2 separate regions of the Mus musculus genome follow, and region 1 is linked to region 2. The links are chromatin contacts, called in public Hi-C maps. All regions are on one chromosome and are shown on one strand. The core of a region is the stretch at or near the end of the contact, and the rest is flanking DNA. Distances in the headings are between cores, read along the strand shown.

Region 1 (5,891 bases), core at 3,000-5,499, 51 kb before region 2:
CTTATAAAGTATCCCTTTCCCATGCAGATCTTCCATTTCTTCTATGACTCTGTCTTATGATCTTTCACTAGGTCTTCTAATAAATAACTTTTAGACACTTCAAGGGAGGTATCAAGACCAACTCATTCTCATATCTCAAAACATAGACAGCATGGCACAAATTATGCATCATGGCTCAAATACAAAGAAAAGGATAAAAAAATAGTTCAATGCCTGGCCTTATATTCAAAAGGCAAACAATAGTGATTAACTTACATAATTATATAAAGCAGCTTATGTGTGGGGACTCCTCAGTAACAATGAAATTGCAGAGATATTTAGGGATAAAAAAAAAATGTTCCAAAACTTTAAGTTTAGCCTTTTGTTGATGAAAAGTTGAACAGAGTTAGAAAAGGGTACTTGGAATCTAGGTCTGTTGGAAAGAAATCACCCAGAAGTGTAAACATGAAAGAAGGGCCCCCTGTGATAATTCCCATATAGCTTTTAAAGCAAGCTGCTTGAACTGCTAAGATTGAAAGCCATTCTTAGCATACACGTTTCACAGATAGCCCGTCAAAAGGACCAGACATTTTGGTAGTGATAGAGCCTTCAGAGATTAAGATATCAAATCCAGCACCTTTTTTTCCTTTTAGAAAAGTTATGACTTATGAGGCTAAGTAAATAAAGCCAACGGAAGCTGTTGAGTCTATTGGTGTCACCACCTGACTTCAGATAACATCATGTCCTACCACTGGGAATGTGCACCGTAAGAAAGTCAGTCGGAGTACTAGTCTGTTTTACATATTTGAAAAGCAGATTACCAATGTTTAACTAGTGGTTTCAAGAACTACATATGTTTGGAAGCAATAATATAATCATTAAGATCCCCCTTTAAACTCATAATGTCTGCCACATCTTAGACAAGCAATAAACATTTACTGAATCTAGAAAGGAGACTTCAGAAGCCTGGAGTTCCAGTGGGACTTTCCATCTAATCTAGACCTGGAATGAAAACATAAGCTTCTTGGATAGAAAGCCAGTACTGGGCTTCCCAAGACCCAGTCTTCTGAGAGACAGACAGACAGACAGACAGACAGACAGACAGACAGTCTTGAGAAGCCTTTGGAATCCCCTTCAAGTTGGTTCCACCTCCAAACTCCACTGCCTTATTCAGGCTGAGGGTCCCTTCTCTCCTCATTTGCTCTGCACAGGATCTTTTCCAAAGAAGCGCCTTCTCCTGCCATCATGGTACAGGTGGAACTTGCTCAGCAAGTCCAAGCTAATACCTTGCCCATATTTTGTTTTAGTGACAACATTGCCCCCATCAAAGGCAACCCAGGAGACCACAGCATCCATGAACAGGAAAGTAGGCCACTAAACAAGCAAGCTTCAGATGGGGACTGATTTTTCAAATGCCTGTTTCCTGGTCCTTATCCTTCTAGCATCAGAACTGAGTCATTTACACACCTAACCTAGCCTGGTCCTCCTACAATAAGGTAGTGTAGTTTGGAGGTGGAAGGAACTTGAATCAATTTTGGCATCACTTCTTAACAGCTATGGGGGAAAATCACTACACTTCTCTGTGCATAGGTTCCCCAAACAGATGATGAGAATCACCTCTCACTACATGCAATGTGAGGACTGACAATGCACTGAAAACAGAGTCTAACTGTCTTCTGCTTTGATGACATTTACATATGGTACCATAGATTTGGAGGGAAGGATAAACACCCTACCTCAACTAAGGGAGCCAGTCTGGAACAAAACTGACCAATTAAACAAACAAATCTTTTATCAGCCTGTTGCAGAAAGGGTGTCTCACGTTTTCAATAATCTGTCCTTTAGAACTTAGCCTTTTTACGTTACTTTGACAGATAAATATTTGCTTGCTACCTTTCCTGCTACACCCAGAAGCATTTGGCTTTAAGTGAATATCATACAAACAGACAGATGAAGTGGCATTTTTATTTAACCGAAAACAAATCTCCAACCACTAACAGTGTTCATAACAGTAACACCTAACAGCGAAGAAACACAGAGTTAAGCTGAGACAACTGGTGTTCTACAGGGGCTCTAAGGGAAACTGAAAACTAGGGGAGGGAGTCCTATGGGTAGGCACAGATGCCAGGCAACTGACCGATGGGGCCTGGAGCCCTTCAGCTAAGGAAGGTAGGAGAAAAGCTCCACAGTGCTCCATCCCATCTGTGAAAAAAGCAAGCCCTCTTTACCGACTTTATCCCTGCTATTTCCTGTACTGCAAGATTTCCCAGACTCCTGCTCGTTAGAACCGTCGTGGTAGTCTTCCTTTAGATGTTATCAATTTTTCATTTATGCTAGCGAGTCTCAAATCAAATGCTACAAGAGTTTTGAAAATTCTAATTCTCAAGATCGACCCGTGAAATCTGAGTGTATGGAGTGGTAGCTAAACAACGGAGGAGGGGTGTAGTTTGTTTTGCTTGTTGATTTTTAAACCCAAATGATTTCATTGTGTAGTTAAGTTTGGGAAACTGAGCCTTACACCCCCTCCAACAAAAGTGCACGGAGCACCAACCCCCAAGTCCAACTTGGATGCGGATGACATCAACAGCAAGTGCAGACCTGACTCCTGGAACCCGAGCGGCTGGATTTTGAAATTGTGCAATTAAACCTTCCGAGGCATGTTTCTCGTGTCAAGTGGGTTTATGGTCGGATAGTCATGAAGCCAGACTTGTTCATGTTCCGTCTGGACAGTTGGCATGTGTGATCCATGGACATCAATGTTTCTTTTTAATTAGGGGTTATATTTTAGTTGGCCAAATATCAATCACTTGGGGGGGGGGAGGGGTGTGGAAGGAAAGAAAAGAAAAAGAAACCCAAGAGGGAACGTCTCAGCTAACAAGTAAGAAAGTTTGCTACCGGCCTCATTTTGAAACACCAAGGGTGCACTACACCCAAGGGCCCAGCTGTCACAAGGAGGTCAGCCATCCATTGCAAAGGCAAGTGATGCTGCAGCAGCCCAAGCTTCTGGGAAAGGGCAAATTCAGGGATCCCAGGGGAAGTAGCCACCCCGCAACGCTAGCTCCAATCTGGCATGGAGCCTTGGTCCCCAACCAGTGCACCTAGCCTGGCAAGTCTCTGGCATGCTCTATGCCTAAGAGGCGGAATCGACCCACCCCACCCGCCACCCCCACGCCCTCCTTTTTTTTTTCCTAGTGAAGAAGCAAATGACCACTAACACCATCTCTTCCCAGAAGTCCTAGGTGGTTAGTGACAGAGAGATCTCCACACTTCCAGGTCATTGCTGCAACTACACACCCGCGAAAGGGCAAGCCAGAAATCTGCAAGCTACATTGGGACTCAGGCTACCAGGTCCTGAGAGTACCCTGCTGGAGAAGAGAGGAGTTGAGGGAAACCGCGCTCAGGAAACCGCGCGTCTCAGAGGTTCCGACCTTGACCAGGGGCGCGTTGGTTCGCACTCCAGTCCCTCAACTCTCACACTGAGCGGGTGGGACACACCCGACCCGCTTGAGGATCCGGGGTCCCTCCGCTCTCCCTGACAGTACTGGGCGCACGTGCGCCAATGCCCGGCGTCCCGCGCTGTCCCGCACCACGTTTCTGCTCCGAACGCCTACTGAGCGCAGGAAAGTGAGGCAACTAAGTTGGCAGCAGTCAAGAGCCCCGGAGCGCACAGCCGCGGCTCCCACGCTGCCCTGGCAGCCCCTCTGCTCCTAGCCCAGTCTCCCTTCCTTCGGCGGCCCCAGTCTCGCCCATTCCAGACTCCGTCCAGTTCCTCCTATGGTCCCGGCCGCCTTTGGGAGCCAGAAGAGGAGGAGCGGGCGGCTGGGGACTTAGAGTCCCGAGCGGAGGTTGGGACTGGGCGAGCTAGCTCGCAGGGGGCGCGGGCCGGTGGGACACGCCCTTACCTTTCTTTTCCTCCAACGCCCCACCTGCGGCGCAGAGCGCGGTCAGCAACACCAGCAGTGTGGTTCTCGCGGTCCCTGAGGGTCGCATCTCTGACCGGGAGAGGTTGGCTCTGGCTCTCCGGGATTAATCCGAGACAGACGGAGTCCCACGGTTGTGCCCAGTGACTGCGCCGGCAACGACGAGACCCGGACACAGGCTCGCGTCCAGGTGACCTGTCGTCTGTCTGGGAGGCGGTAGCCTCCGGGACTCGATCCAGACGCCCTAGCCCAGGAGGAGCGCACAGTGCGGGAAGAAGAGGAGGGAGGCTGCTGCGCGTTGCGCTGGGGCTGCCCAGACGTCTAGTTAGCTCGGGTCGGGACTGGGGGAGGCTGGGCGGGAGGAGGAGGGACTAAAGAAGGAGGAGGGATCCAGAGGAGCGAAGAGGAGGAGAATGTCAGGAGAGAGGAAGCGCTCTCCGCGAGGATCGAAAGCAGGCAGTGACCGGAAGGTGGTGGTGGATGGCCTTGGCCACCACTAGACAAGGCTCTGGGGGCGAGTTCTGGCTGTGTGCAGCGGGTCAGTGGGTGGCCTTTGGAGTTAATTTCTGAGGGGACTCCGCTCCGCTGCATTTCAGGACCTAGGAAGTCCAGCCAATCTATGCCAGGGTCCCCTCCTTCCTTCCCTCTGTCTCCCACCTTCTTCCTTCCTTTCTTTCAATTAACCAAACAACTCTGGACCACCTCGGTTACAAACTGTCCAACCACAGAGCACAGGTTGGAGAATAACACAGGTGGGGACGCTGTTCACGTATTCTCCATAACTTCTCCAGGATCTCAGAAGGGTCAGGCTGACTTGGCAGCAGTTTCCAACAGCACAGGCAGAGGCGGGTGCCTCAAGTCTGAAGTGGCACTAAGAAGTCCAAGGGTCCTTCAGATCCCATCAAGAACCCTCCATGTCTTCTGAAAGAAGGGCAGCCAACTCCTGACACTTAGAAGGGCCTCAGTATATTTGCTGGATGAAAGCATGCATGTTGAAGAACATGGCATTTTCTACACCTGGAGCCAGTCTGGAGTGCTTGAAAAGCAAAGCAACGTACACATGAGGCAAATTCCTCCACAAAAGCAGAGACTTGACATAACAGCAGTGAACAAATCTTTAGAGCAGTTAGCATCCTCTAGTGACCTCAGCTAGCCCTGCCGCACATCAGGAGGCAAATTGCCAAGTAAGTTCACTTAGAATTTGACCAGTAGAAATGTGTCCCTGAACTTCAGGACCCACAACTAAATTCCTTCAGCAAAGACCAACCAATGTCCCTACTTCTTAGCTATCAGAGGAATGTCCCCTGCTTCCATTCAATCCAAAGTCTCTGAGTTTTTCACAAAATCACTTGGTCCCCTAATTTAGGCCCCTTTGCTGTGGGTGTCCTTGTTAGCAGAAGTCATGGCTAACCAGTGAGGCTCAGTCCAGCTTTTTCCATGCAGCCAGAAAGGAGGCATTCCGGACTTTTCGTCCGCACCCTGCAAAGTCAGGGCTGCTGCCCAAGTTTTGTAGGTGGCGTCTTGAATGGGAACACGTCACCCAGCCTGTGCAGGGACCCTCATCACAACCTGAGACCTTCACTGAGAAGTAGAGCGGGGTTTCTTAAACTTTTCCCACGGGCAACCTCTTTTCATAGATGCTTTTTATGTAATCTTGGGATTTTATATAAAATAGGTGTTCAAATCAGACATCGACTAATGGTAGATCCTAATGCAATGTTAAGATAATTTTTGGCATATATATGACTTTACCACTTACTAAAGATTAAGGCAAATTTGCATACCAATGAGATTGATTTGTTTATTGTTACAAAAAATTAGGTTTTGAATGAGTACTTGAAGCTGTGGAATGTAGAACATCTGTAATATTGTTCAGAGTTAATTAATATTTTGATTTACAATTCTCAAAGCATGAAACAGAAAAAATATATTTAGGGTCATCTTGGAAATTTCATCCTAATCCTATGTTAAAATTCTGTTACCTTTTTATAA
Region 2 (6,332 bases), core at 2,581-5,080:
TATTTCATTATTTTCTTCAATGACACAGTAATCAGTTTATACTATGTTGTTTAATCTCCATGAGTTCATGTGCTTTCATTTTGTTTTTTCTTTGTTTGTCTTGATGTTGATTTCTAGCTATGATTGATGTGACAGAAGTTACTTAATATTTCCTATATTTGTTGAGACTTTCTTTGTATGCTAATATGTTATCTATTTTAAAGGTAATCTCATGAACTGCTGAGAAGAATGCTCATTTTGGAGTATTCAAGCACAATGTCCTTTAACTATGTTAGGTCCATTTAAGTATGATGCCTTTTGACCTCAATGTTTCTCTGTTTCTATTTCTCTTTCTTTCCTTTCCTTTCCTTTCCTTTTCTTTTCTTTTCTTTTATTTTCTTTTCTTTTCTCTTCTCTTCTCTTCTCTTCTCTTCTCTTCTTTTCTTTTCTCTTCTTTTCTCTTTTTTTCTTTTCTTTTCTCTTCTCTCCTTTCCTTTCCTTTCCTTTCCTTTCCTTTCCTTTCCTTTCCTTTCTTTCCTTTTTATTTTTGTTGTTGTTGTTGCTGTCTGTCTGGTCCATCTGCTACTGTGTTGTGATCAGTCTATGACTTTATATACAGTAGTATTTATTTTATAATATTGGCAGTATGTGTGTTGTCTGTATATGTGTTTAGCCTTGCAATTTTCTTTTCATGGATTGTTTCTTTAAATAGTATGAAGTGGCTTCCTTTATTTCTTTTGACTAATTCCAGTTTGGGCCTGTTTTGTCAGATATTAGAACAGAAAGACCTGCTTGCTTCCAGTTTCTAGCTTCTAGTAATATCTTTGCTCACTATTCCATCCTCTGTAGTGTCTGTCTTTGATAGTGAGATTTATTTCTGTGTTTTCTAGTTGAACAATTAAGGCCATTAATTTTTAACCTTCTTGAAATGTTTGTTCCAATTCCTGCCATTTTTTTGTGTGTTTATTGTTTTCTTAGGTTTCCTTTAATTCTTTCAACATTTTAAAATGTTGGTCTTCCCATCATACGTGGGTGTATTTGTCTTCTAGAGCTACAGTGCTCCTTCCAGTATCCACTGAGAGCTATTTTAGTGGCCGTGAATTCTGTTTGCTTATATTTTACCATAGAAAGCTTTTATTTCTCCTTTAATTTTGATAGGCTGTTCTGCTGGGTTGAGTTGTCTGCATTGCTGAGTGTGCTCTTTTAAAACTTAAAATATGTAAATATTTCTGCCCAAGCCCTCTGACTTTTAGAGTTTTTGTTAAAAAATCAAATGTTATTTTCGTGGCCTGCTTTTCTACATAATTTGTTGCTGTTGTCTTGCAGCCTTTGGTAGCCTTTCTTTGTTCTGTGTGTTTATTGTTCTGACTCATAGGACACAGGGAGTTTCTTTCCTCTTCCAGTCTACTCAATGTTATATATGTCTCTTTTACCTGGGTGGACATCTCTTTCTCTAAACTTGGCAACTTTTTTTTATCTGATTATATTGGAAATAATTTCTTGGGTATTGAGACAAATTTTCCTTCTTCTATGCCTGTAATTCAGTTCATAAACTCAATCTCTTTGTGATGTCCCAAAGACCTTACACATAGTATTCACTCAGTTTTTGAGTTTGTTTGTTTGATTGAATAACTCAGTCTCTCAACCTTGTCCTCAAGCGCTGATGTTTGTCTTCCTCATGACCTGCCTCTTAGTAAAGCTTTCTACTGAGCTTCTCTATTTGCATAGCTGAAATTTCTATCCGAAGTTTAATTAATGTTTCACTTCTCTTCAGCATTCCTACTATTTTATTGAATTCTAATGTTTCCTGAATTGACTCAAAATTATTGTGTTCTCTTGGAATCCACTGACGAGCATATTCCTATCATTCTTAAATTCACTATGTAATCTACTCATATTTTCTCTGAAATCTTTGAACTTACTTAGAATTGTTCTTTGAATTCTTTGTAGGCTCATCTCAGTTGCTCTGACTGGGGACCGTTACTTTGGAATGGATAATTTCTTGAGGAGATATATTGTCTCAGTTTTTCATATTCCTTCTGTTTCACCATGGTCCTTGTATATCTGGAGTTGCTTCCCTGGCTTAGCCTTTTGTGTTAGTTGCTCATCACCCCACACTGAGGGCTTTTGAATTTTGAGTCTTTGAATCTTAGTATTCCCTGGCTTAGATGATTTTAGATCTACTAAGTGAGCCTGGGAGATCCATGCTGTAAATGATTGCTCCTGATTTGTGTGCAGGCTAGTGAGGTGATCCTGGCTGGACTAGCTGACTCATGTGTGGAAATTAGTTCGAAATTGCTGTCTGGGGATGGCCATGGTCTGAATTTATAGGTCTGAAAGTTCAGGTATTTCTAAGGGCACTCTGAGTTTATTCAGAAGACTGAGTTTAGATGGAATCGCAGGTCTCCTGTCTTCAGTCACATGACAGGGCCAGTCTAGGTTTTAAGAGGAAACAGGAACCTAGGAACAAGTAAGGAGCCTGTGGTCACAGGTATGACCTTTATCAAGTGCTGGAGTTGCTTGCAGTTTGCACAGGTCACAGTGGAGGCTGTAGATACACATATTGATATACAGTTGCCACTTCTTTTTTCTCCTAACTCATAGGTGTCTTTTAGTATTCACTATTTAACCAACAGATACCCAGGGACTGGTGGATTCTTTTAAATTTCTAGTCTCATTGGAACTAAACCACAGAAGGTGTTAGATGTTGATGATCATGCTACAGAAAGAAGACCTTAACATTCCTAAGGTGGAACTGCTTGGAGCAGCAAAACTCCAGGGTTGTTCCAATTTGTTGCTCTGTTCCTTGGTAGTAGTGTTTTATAATTATTCAGGATCTTTTCTCAGATATCCTCAACATGTTCTTTCTGCTCTGAAACATTATTGAAGAAGGTAGCAAATGATGAAAGTAATTTCCAACGCAAAGAGCTGTTTCTACCACAAACAGTAGATCAATATAAAACATAACAGGGTTTGCCTATTAAGACACAAGATCAATGCCATGAGCCTATTTCTGTTTATATTGTGAAACTTGTTTCCTGTAACTGGAGGTGCTTACGACAATACCGAGTGACCATATGCCAGGAGAGCAAGGGTTTCATATGCCATTGGACGGATGCATGTCCAGCTCCATGATTTTATGACAGCCAATTACATTATTACATAATTCCACCTTGCAAACAGATGATGACATGCACATTCAACTGTACAAATATTAAACATTGATTCAATGGAAGATTGTCCATAGAAGACTTTTCAGTGTGGTCCCAAGTTCAGGGTGAAAATCAGAATTATATATTCAGGAATTAAAATGAGTGGATGAATTACTGTCTGCTTCCTTTAGGATTGGGAAATTTTCCCACTATGAGAAGTGAGCATGTGTAAGTGCTTTCCAAGTTTATGTTTCAGTGACAAGAGCTGTCTCAGCCTCACTGTGCAGTGTTTGGTTTTATTTTCATATCTCATACTAAAGTACAAAGAAAATGGATGTTGAAATGGTAAATGTGAATCTTTAAATAATCCTTTGTTTAAGGTTCTGTTTACTGAAACTCTACTTTGTGAATATAAATAACATGGCCTCCATATTCCAGTCTTCACTCACAGTTTCTCACCTTTCACAAACCCAGGTCAAAAAATTATCAAAACGAACCCCAGTGGTTTTTACCTAGGAAAGTCTGACCTGAAACAGCTTTTACTATCCTTTGCTCTTACCCACCCAGGACTTGTAAAATTACAAATGAGTGGTTTGAGGTTTTTTAAAATCTCATAAATGCCACATCAGCCCTGGGCAGCCTCTGCTCCATCTCAAAGGGAGGCAGTGTTAGCTGCTGCTTCTCTGGGTGTCTGGAGATGCTGACACTCCTTCCACACCTCTGTGTGTTTGCTTGCCTGTCATCTACTGGCTATCAAGGTCATTGTACTGGCTGGTTTTGAGTCAACTTGACACAGGCTGGAGTTATCATAAAGAAAGGAACTTCAGTTGAGAAAATGCCTCCAGGAGATCCAGCTGTAAAACATTTTCTCAGTTAGTGATCAAGGGGGGAGGGCTCCTTGTGGTTGGTACCATCCCTGGCCTGGCAGTCTTGGGTTCTATAAGAGAGTAAGCTGAGCAAGCCAGGGGAAGCAAGTGAATAAAAAAAAAATCCCTCCATGGCCTCTACATCAGCTCCTGCTTCCTGACCTGCTTGAGTTTCAGTCTTGACTGCCTTTGGTGATGAACAGCAGTTTGGAGGTGTAAGCTGAATAAACCTTTCCTCTCCAACTGCCTCTTGGTCACGATGTTTATGCAGGAATAGAAACCCTGACTAAGACAGTCAGTAAGTCAGACCCTGCTTTGTTACAGGAAGCTTCTTTGCCTGTTTTTTGTTGTTACTTTAGGATTTAAATTTCACATATGCATATTTTAATTGTTCCATGATATAGTAGGTTTGCGTGTGTTCATATCCTTTTCTTTGGGGTAGTCCACCCCCAAACTTCTCACTTTCATTCCACTCCCTCTACTCTCCTTGCATAAGTGTTTCCAGGCCCACTACCCTACCTCTGTACTTTTGTTATAATCTATATCCATCATCACTTAAAATGCCTTCTCTCCTTTACTTGTTGCCTGACTTCTACTTGTTCTATAAGGTAAATAATAAACAAAAGATTGGAAGCTAAGACCCCACACATGAGAGAGAGAGTATGCCACCTTTGGCTTTCTGGGCCGTAGGTACCTCACTCCTTCACCAAGTGCAACTTTTCTGTGTCACCCATTTGGGTGTGTATTTACCTGTATATTTCATCATTTCATTTTTCCTCACAGTTGAGTAATGTCCCATTACGTATACATATCGAATTTCTCTTCCCTATTAATGTTTTGAGTTTCTCGGTTGATTGTACTTCCTAACTGTTGTGAATTGAGCCATAAGAAACAAAGATGTGCAAATCTCTCTAGTGAGACATAAAGTGCATTTGGTAGAGCTATTAGCTGGGGCATATGACAGATATAAGAGTTTTCCTTTCACCACATCCACACCAGCATTTGTATGTCTGATGGCAGCCATTCTGATTGGATCAAAATAGAATTGTAAAATAGTTTTAATCTGTATTCCCCTATGCCTAAGCATTTTAAGCACCATTTCAAATATTCATTAGCAATTTGTATTTCTTCTTTTGAGATTCTGTTTAGTTCTGTAGGCTATTTATTTTTAAGCAATATTTTTAATTCTTAATGAGTTCCATACATCCATATACATCTATAGTAATCACACCTATTCACACTGTCTCTTTGCAACTTATTCTAGAGCCACTTGCATTTTGTAGCCCGTTTTTAAAATCAAGTTATTGTCTCAATATTTAGTTTTTGAGTTTTTCTTTTCTTTCTTTCTTTTTTTTTTTTTTTGGTGTGTATGTACCTGTGTGTGTGTGTGTGTGTGTGTGTGTGTGTGTGTGTATTCTAGACGTTAATTCTATGCCAAATGGACAGCTGGCAAATATTTTTTCTCACTCTGTGGGCTTCATATTAACCTGTTTCAGTTTCCTTTGCTGTTTAAAAGCCATAAGAATACTCTTACTTATTTTCTTATTTCTGTGCCTTTTGTTTTTTCTCTTGTATTGCTCTAGATAAGACTCAAATCCCTCTATGGATAGAAGTGGAAAGAGCCGACATCCTTGTGAGGCTGTTGTGATCTAACACAGCATTGTGGGGAAATAAAAGGAAAAAAGTGATTGTGGACAGATGATGACAAAGGTGAATAAAAATTCAATATAAGAATGATTACATAAGATTTCAAAAGATCTAAGATTTAGTTATGGGTCTCTCTTCAGTATCATAGGCAGAAGCTCTCCACCATCCATCACCAATTCTCTTTAGGTATCAGTCAGCCAACTGCTTGCAGAGATAGTTTGCTCTTGAGGATCTGACAGCTCTGAGTTTGAAGGCTCTGCATTCTATTGGTGATAGATTCTGGATTTCTTCACCGTCTAAAACAATGTGAACCCAAGGTTTACTCCTGGGTATTTTTCTGATTTGCTTCTGAAGTTTGTGCCCAAGAAGTCTTTCTGTGAATTTCTAGAGCAGCTTTCCTTTGATGTCTCCTCTATAGTGGATGAAATTTCATAGTTGAAGATCATGAATATAGAATATGGTGTGGAGAAGCACAGAATATAGAGTGAGTCCTTTATGATACTTTTTTCATGTTTGTATATAATAAGTCTGGATATAATATTGAACATGAACTTTCTAGATGTGTAGGTCTTCCAGACATCCATTCTTGGGGTAATGGCCAGTGTCTCTAATTGAGTAGACTGTTTATCCACAATTGCAAATGGAAGTATCTTTGTCTAAGGAATATCAAGGGCTCCGAATATTCTGA

What was found. Hi-C and Micro-C count contacts between places; a contact is called where the count stands out from the background.
Region 1: a Hi-C map of liver shows a contact between it and region 2, with 4 times the contacts expected there. The contact joins the promoter of Egfr here to the enhancer-like site in region 2. A contact is called at or near these places in 4 of 39 promoter capture datasets (embryonic stem cells, liver and pre-B cells), 9 of 484 Hi-C or Micro-C datasets (the AML12 cell line, liver and nephron progenitors), 8 of 115 datasets of contacts at active chromatin or transcription factors (embryonic stem cells, hepatocytes, intestinal crypt epithelium and 2 more) and 1 of 9 other capture datasets (pancreatic islet).

The regions. Positions count from the first base shown.
Region 1 is chr11:16,750,561-16,756,451 of GRCm38.p6, reverse strand. It overlaps Egfr (epidermal growth factor receptor), which reads right to left and starts at 4,249. Exons shown (of 28, transcript NM_207655.2): 1 at 3,882-4,249. The coding sequence starts at 3,969.
Region 2 is chr11:16,698,734-16,705,065 of GRCm38.p6, reverse strand. All of the region lies in intron 2 of Gm39583 (a long non-coding RNA gene), which reads left to right. Among named protein-coding and RNA genes, the nearest start is that of Gm25698, 31 kb to the left of the region's middle. Within about 2 kb of position 3,830, at least 7 of the 459 cell types and tissues checked have an H3K27ac peak or open chromatin away from gene starts, as enhancers often do. A contact at or near this core is called in the AML12 cell line, hepatocytes and liver, where this site is marked.